Regions from separate parts of the Mus musculus genome. Here region 2 is linked to region 1. The links are chromatin contacts, called in public HiChIP or PLAC-seq maps. All regions are on one chromosome and are shown on one strand. Each heading gives the region's core, a stretch centred on a gene start, on an enhancer-like site or on the middle of the called end of the contact. The rest is flanking DNA. Distances are from core to core; before and after follow the strand shown.

The links. HiChIP or PLAC-seq counts read pairs in DNA pulled down with a chosen protein or histone mark.
Region 2: a contact with region 1 is called in a FOXA1 HiChIP or PLAC-seq map of pancreatic cancer cells. The contact joins two enhancer-like sites. A contact is called at or near these places in 1 of 39 promoter capture datasets (hippocampal neurons) and 3 of 115 datasets of contacts at active chromatin or transcription factors (bone marrow-derived dendritic cells, bone marrow-derived macrophages and pancreatic cancer cells).

Annotation. Positions count from the first base shown.
Region 1 is chr2:30,317,893-30,321,548 of GRCm38.p6, forward strand. The region is part of intron 15 of Nup188 (nucleoporin 188); the gene reads left to right. Among named protein-coding and RNA genes, the nearest start is that of Gm39780, 21 kb to the left of the region's middle. Within about 2 kb of position 1,564, at least 8 of the 459 cell types and tissues checked have an H3K27ac peak or open chromatin away from gene starts, as enhancers often do. A contact at or near this core is called in pancreatic cancer cells, where this site is marked.
Region 2 is chr2:30,918,842-30,922,607 of GRCm38.p6, forward strand. It overlaps a transcript of Ptges not described here. Among named protein-coding and RNA genes, the nearest start is that of Ptges, 17 kb to the left of the region's middle. Within about 2 kb of position 1,485, at least 71 of the 459 cell types and tissues checked have an H3K27ac peak or open chromatin away from gene starts, as enhancers often do. A contact at or near this core is called in pancreatic cancer cells, where this site is marked.

The DNA.
Region 1 (3,656 bases), core at 314-2,813:
GCATCCTTCCACATAGCTATGTTTAGAGTGCATGGGCCTTTTCTCTTGCTAACTGTCTAGTGTTTCTGTTGCTGTGATGAGCATACAACCAGAGCAACTTGGGGAGGCAAGGGCTGGTTTTCTCTTCCAGTTCATTATCAAAGGAAGTGACACGGAGACCATGGAGAAACTCTGCTTACTGGTTGGCTCCTCTTGGCTTGCTCAGCCTGCATTCTCATACCTGCCCAGGGCTGAGACCACTCACAGTGGGCTGGGCCTTCCAGATCAATTGTTAGTCCAAAAAATGCCTCACAGACTTACCTACGGGCCAGGCTAGAGGGGTATTGTCTCAGTTGAGATGCTTGCTGTATGACTCCAGCTTGTGTCAAGTTGACAGTGTTAGTAGCAGGCACACTAACCCCAAAGGTTTTGTGAGCATGTTCTCTTATGCTAGGACACTCACTGCTTGGTTTCTGAAGGAAAGCCCTGCTGAGGACATGGGAGCATGTGCGCGCAAGTGTGTGCGCGCGCGTGTGTGTGTGTGCGTGTGTGTGTTTATTCTGACTTAATGACTTTTCACCCCTTAAACACTGGAGGTTTCAGGTTTCCTATTTAAACATTTTTCCCACAGAGTCTATGCAGTATGAGATAGGATCCAGCCCTAAAGTGTTCTTCAGAGCACCCATCTTTTTATATACATATAATTCAAATATCAAACTAGAAGAAAAACAGTTTTGCTGTTTTCTGTATGTACATGTTGATACTAGTGAAATATTCCTATATTGTGTTTAGTTTTAGTATTTTTTTTAAGATATATTTATTTCATGTATGTGAATACATGAGTAGCTGTCTTCAGACACACCAGAAGAGGGCATTGGATACCATTACAGATGGTTGTGAGCCTCCATGTTGTTGCTGGGATTTGAACTTAGGACTTCTGGAAGAGTGGTCAGTGCTTTTAACCACTGAGCCATCTCTCAAGCCCAAGTTTTTTTGTTTTGTTTTGTTTTTTTGTTTGTTTGTTTTTTTTTTTTTTTTTTGAGACAGGGTTTCTCTGTATAGCCCTGGCTGTCCTGGAACTCAGTTTGTAGACCAGGCTGGCCTCAAACTCTGAAATCCACCTGCCTCTGCCTCCCGAGTTCTGGGATTAAAGGCGTGCGCCACCATGCCCAGCTCAAGCCCAAGTTTTAGCACTTCAAATTTGATTTAAAATCTTTTTTGGATGGGTTGTTTTATGTGTGTGTGTGTGTGTGTGTGTGTGTGTGTGTGTGTGTGTGTGTGTGTGTGTGTTGAGACAGTGTCTGTTTGTTTACATAGCCCTAGCTATCATAGAACTTACACTATAGACCAGGCTGGCCTCAAACTCAGAGATCCTATAGACCCTCCCTCCTGAGTGCTAGAAGTTAAAGGTGTGCACCAAAGTGCCCTCCTCAGTTTTAGTGTTCACACAAGTCCTTGTAGAAATCACGGACGGAATAATGCACATTTTCTTCTGATACTGTCAGATGTGCTTTCTATACGCTCCCTGGAAGCTCCACCTTGTGGAGAGACTTTGGGGATTGTTTGCTTAGTGATGTCAGAGTTAAAGTAAGTGAAAGTCCATTGCTGATTACACTGACTTCCTGCCCAAGTCATGTGTGGCCCATGAACTGATGTGCAGTGTGGGTTTGGAGGGTCACCTCTGCTCCAGTGCTGTAGTTTATCTCGGGTGACACACCAAAAAGGAGATGGGTCTCACTTGTCACCATTACACATTATTTGGTGTCATATTATAAATCAGACTTAAAAGTTAATAGGTTTGCCGGGCATGGTGGCACATGCCTTTAATCCCAGCACTTGGGAGGCAGAGGCAGGCGGATTTCTGAGTTCAAGGCCAGCCTGGTCTACAGAGTGAGTTCCAGGACAGCCAGGGCTACACAGAGAAACCCTGTCTCAAAAACAAACAAACAAACAAACAAAAAAAGTTAGTAGGCTCAAAGATGTAGAAAATAGATAATCCTTCTAATGACCTGTTTTGTGTGAATGGTTGTTAAGATTTAAATTGGGCTGACAGTGGTAGAGACAGAGACAGGCAGAGTACAAGACCAACCTGGTCTACACAGCAAGTTCTAGGATAGCCAGGGTTAAATATTGAGACCCTGTCTCAAAAGGACGAAGACTGGATTAGCAAGCTGCATGAAAAGGACCACCATCATAGGATCACCATCTGCACTACAGTGGGAATTCTGTCAGACACTGTTGACTCTGTACATTGCTTGCTCTACCCAGTAGAGTCTTGTTGCTTCTTCCACTCCGTCTCAGTGGAATAGTATTCTTTATACAGAGAGCAGTGGTCCAGTGTACAGCTGTGGTGAGAACAGCTTGTACAGCAATGTAGACGGCTAAGATTTGGAAAGACTCAAACATTATTTTGCCAGTTTAGTTCTCCTCGCTTTTAGAATATTCCACAAAGCTAAGTCAAAATGGTAGTCTTTATGGTCTGCCTTAAAATATTTAAAGATCGCCGGGCAGTGGTGGTACACGCCTTTAATCCCACCACTCCGGACGCAGAGGCAGGCAGATTTCTGAGTTCAAGGCCAACCTGGTCTACAGAGTGAGTTCCAGGACAGCCAGAGCTACACAGAGAAACCCTGTCTCAAAAAAAAAAAAAAATTGAAAGATGAACGTGCTCTGTAAACCTTCCTGGCACCAGGGTGATGACTGCTTGGCTAACCATACGTGCCACTTTTGCAGAGCATACTTCAGTACTACAGAGAAAGGGGCATAGCCTACTGTCCTGGCTGTGTGCCCTCTGCTGCTGTCTCCTACAAGGACCAGCAACTACCTCGCTCATCCCTTTGGTCCTCTGCAATCATTATGCATCAGCGTCAGGCCTTCATACATAATACTGCATTGAACATGTGAACTCTTAGGAACTAGCGTGTCATTTTCATAACCACAGTCCTCAACAAGAGATGGTTGGGAAAAGGCTGTGTATAAAATAAAAGTTTTCGAGTGGATATTTGAGAGGTAAATGAACATGTGCTATATGTGTAAAGAGGAATGCCACTCCATCTTAAAGAGAAACTGTTATCTTAGAGCATGCTGTGTTGATAGCTTGTAGTCTCATATAGATTATGTCACATATAAACCCTGCAGGTGGCTTGCCAGTCACAAAAACACAAACTGTTTTTTGGTTTTGAGACTAGTCTTAACTTTGTAGCCCACACTAGCTTTCACCTCAGCCTCCCAAGTGAGCACTGGGATTAAATGGGAACCAGCCCTACAGCACACAGTTCTGTTAATAATACGAGAAATTTGATGTTAAGTGTATTTGAAACCAGGCTTGGTAGCACACAGTTCTAGAACCCAGCTACTTGAAAGATTTGAGACTGAAAGATCACTTGAGCCTGTGAGTTCACTACCAACCTGAATAGAACTGTGAGATCTTGTGTACAAAATAAATACATAAATACATAAAATAATAAAAATGACTATCTAGTTTGTGTGCATACACTTAAGTATATTTATGGAGGTTAGAGGACAACTTTTGGGAATTGGTTCTCTCCTTCCACCATGTGAGGTCCCAGGTGTCAGAGTTGGCTCATTATGCTTGGCAGCAAGTGCCTTTATCTGTTGACCCTGTTTGGGTTTTTTTTTTCCTGTTTGTTTGTTTTGTTTTTTTCAACTTGGAAAAG
Region 2 (3,766 bases), core at 235-2,734, 600 kb after region 1:
GCATACCAGATCTATCCAGTGTGTGCAAGTCCCCCAGTGAGGGCCATGCCCCACATTCCAGCAACCCAGCTCAGGAAATCTCTTTCCAGGAGACTATCACTGCCGAGGGCACAGGAAGAACGGAAGCTCCAAGCAGGTCTGGCCATGTCCTTTCTGCAACTGGAAGCAAACTGGAAAATGCAGGGCTCTTTATTCAAAGGTTAAGAATGTTAAAGGGGTTGGGTGTAGTTCAGTGGCTGAGCGTGTTCAGGGCGTGTTCTAAGCCCTGTGCTCTGGCCCCAGTGCTGTGTGAGTGTGTGTGTGTGTGTGTGTGTGTGTGTGTGTGCGTGTGTGTGTTGCAAGGCAGAGACAGTAAAGCCAGGCATGGTGGCACATAGCTATAATCTCAGCACTTGAGACAGAGCCAGGGGCATCAGTAGTTTATCCTTTGCCACACAAAGAGCCAAGGACACCTTAAGCTACTTGAAGCCCCGGCTCAAATAAAAAGCAGACAAGTTATGTCAACCTTTATGTGATAAAGGTCGGTAGTCCAGCTCTAGAGATGAAGGTGGGTGGATTTCTGTGAGTTCAAGGACAACCTGGTCTACAGAGTAAGTTTTAAGCCACACAGGGCTACATAGTAAAACCCTGTTTGTATTATTTATTTATTTTTGATTTTTTTTTTTTTTTTTTTTGAGGCAGGTCTAACTATATATATCCTGGCTGTTTTAGATCATTCTGGCTGGCCTGGAATTCAGAGATCCCCCTGCCTGTGCCTCAAGGGTACTAGGATGGAAGGCGTGCACCACCAACACCCAGCCAGCTAGAGAATGTGTTTTCAAATGTCGTTTGACAAAAAAAAAAAAAAAAAAAAAAAAAAGAAAGAAAGAAAGAAAGAAAGAAAGAAAAGAAAAGAAACTAAAAGAAAGGAAAAAAAGTGGAGAAGAAAGACGGGTGGGGCTGACAAAGCATCAGGGTAAGAACTTGGACCGATCTCAGTTAACAGCGTGCATGTGGGGTGTCTACACCTATAACTCCAACTCCGAGGAGTCAACACCCCCTTTTCACTACTGTGGGTACCACACGCATGTGGTATATATGCACAAACACAAATACCCAAAATAATACTTTAAAGCATTCTGTTCTTTAAAAATGACAACAAAAACATGAAGCCCAACAGGAAACAAAGGTTGATTGGTGAAACGCTCGCTTTGCATACAAGAAGCACTGGGTCTGTGCCCAGGAAAGTCTAGACCCTGTGTGGCGGTTCACACTTGTAATCTCACAGTTCAAGAGATGGTGATAGAATGCTTGGAAGCTCAAGACTGGACACATATCCGGTTCCTAGCAAGCCTGGACTATGTGAGACCCTGTCTCAAAAAAAAAAAAATAGCCAAATAAACAGTGGATGAGCATTAAAAACACAAAGGCCGTTCTAAGCATGGCTGGCTGGGTGTGCCCACGAAGCTGTTCCTGAACCTGAATGAGTCAACCCAGGCTGTAACCAAAGCCAACCCTAGGCTGACATCACCACCTCACCTCCCTCTGTCTAATCTTCACCATCGGGATTCGCCGGCAGTGTTTTATCTTGAAAGATACCATGAGTCATAACAGAGTCAGGAGCCAAGCTTCCTGCGGATTTTTTTTTATGGCACTTATATAATGCTTACCACGTGCCAGGCATAACTTATCTAATCTTCATATTATGTAGACCTCTGTACATCTATTATTACTATTGCATGTCCATGAATGAATTCCCTGCATGTATGTATGTATGTATCCAGTGTGCATAATGACCTCTGAAATCAGAAGAGGGTGTTGGATCCCCTGGAACTGGAGTTATAGACAGTTGCAAGCTGCCATGTGGATGCTGGGAATCGAACTTGGTTCTGATTAAGAGCTAGTACTTTTAACTGTTGAGCCAACTCTCTAGTACCACCACTATTGCTTTTGAGACAGGGTCTTACTACATAGTCCTGGCTGACCTGGAATTTGCTATGTAGATCAGGCTGTCCTTGGACTCACAGAGCCTCTGCCTCCCGAGTGCTGGGATAAAAGGCATGCCACTGCTCAGAGAGGTAGATTTTATTATTTCTGTTTTCTGGATCAGAAAACAGGAGTGCAGGAATTGGAGATGGGACTCAGCTGGTGTAGTGATTGGCTGGCATGCACTAAGCCCTGGGTTCCATGACCAGTTTAATAAACTAGGTATGCTGATATATAGGTATGCAACCCACAGCTGTACAGTGAGTTCAAGGCCCACCTGAGTACATGAGCCCTGGATGGGCTGGGAAGAGTGATTGAGTGTTGAGAGTGTGCACTGCCCTTGCTGAGGACAGAAGTCAGTCCCCAGCCTCTATATTGGTTAGCTCGGGGAGGTCCATGCCCTCTCCTGCCTCCAAAGATACTGCACTAACATGTCCATCCCCTCCCCCCGACACACACAGGCACACACAAACACACTTTTAATGAGTTTTATTCTGCCGGGTTGTGGTGGCTCATGCCTTTAATCCCAGCACTTGGGAGGCAGAGGCAGGCAGATTTCTGAGTTCGAGGCCAGCCTGGTCTGCAAAGTGAGTTCCAAGACAGTCAGGGCTACACAGAGAAATCCTGTCTCGAAAAAAACAAACAAACAAAAAAGAGTTTTATTCTATGTGTATGGGTGTTTTGCCAACATGTATGTTACTGTACAGATGTGTGCTGTGTCCACATAGGCCAAAAGAGGTCATCAGATTCCCTTGGAACCAGAGTTACAGAAAGCTGTGAGCCACATCTGGATGTTGGGAACCAAACCAGGGTCCTCTGAAAGAGCAGTCAGAGAGTTTGAACATAAGCCGCCTTTCCAGGCCCGTGTGCGTGCGTGTGTGTGTGGGTATGTGTGTATGTGTGTGAGCCCACAGGACATGTGTGTGTGTGTGTGTGTGTGTGTGTGTGTGTGTGGTGTCAGGTGCATAATGAGACTTATTTGTGTGTGTTGTGTGTGTTCCTGTGTATAGGAGCAGGTGTGCGCATGCCAGAGTGCCTGTGGAAATCAGGGTACAGCCTCAGTTGTCAGCCCTTGCCTTGCCAGGTAGAAACCTGGTTGGAGGCACCAAAACCTCCAGGCTAGCAGGCCCTCGAGCTTTGGCAAATTCTCCTGTCTCCACTCCCATCTTCCTATAGGATCTTCCTATAAGGTCTTCCTAAAGGATGCTGGGGTTACAGCACCACCCATGCTGCTGTGCCTGTCTTTACGTCGATGCTTGGTATCCACACTGGGGTCCTCACACTTGCCTGGTGAGCATTTCCCCAGCAGAAGAGATTATGATGTGTATAATTGGCCCCTGTATAACGATAATGTAAAACAGGCTGGGAAAGTCCTGCAAACTGTGCATGAAGGCTCACACCTTTAATCCCAGCACTAGGGAGGCAGAGGCCAGCAGATCCCGCTCATGACAGTCCTGTCTACCTAGTGAGATAGTCTCAATCTATTGATCAATCAATGACTCTTTCTATCCACTCTCTAGGAGCTACAGACCCAGGGAGCTCAACAGTGTATAGCTCAGTCCAAGGTCAAAGGCAGATGGTGTGGGCCGGAGAGATGGTTTAGTGGTTCAGAGCACTTGCTGCTCTTGCAGAGAACCCAAGTTCAGTTCCCAGCACCCATGTCAGGCTGCTCAAAACTGCCTGTAACTCCAGTTCCAGAAGATCTACACCTTCTTCTGCCCTCACAGAGACACACACATATCATCAAAAATAAACCTGAAAGGGCTAGAGAGATGGCTCAGTGGATAAGAACAATGACTGC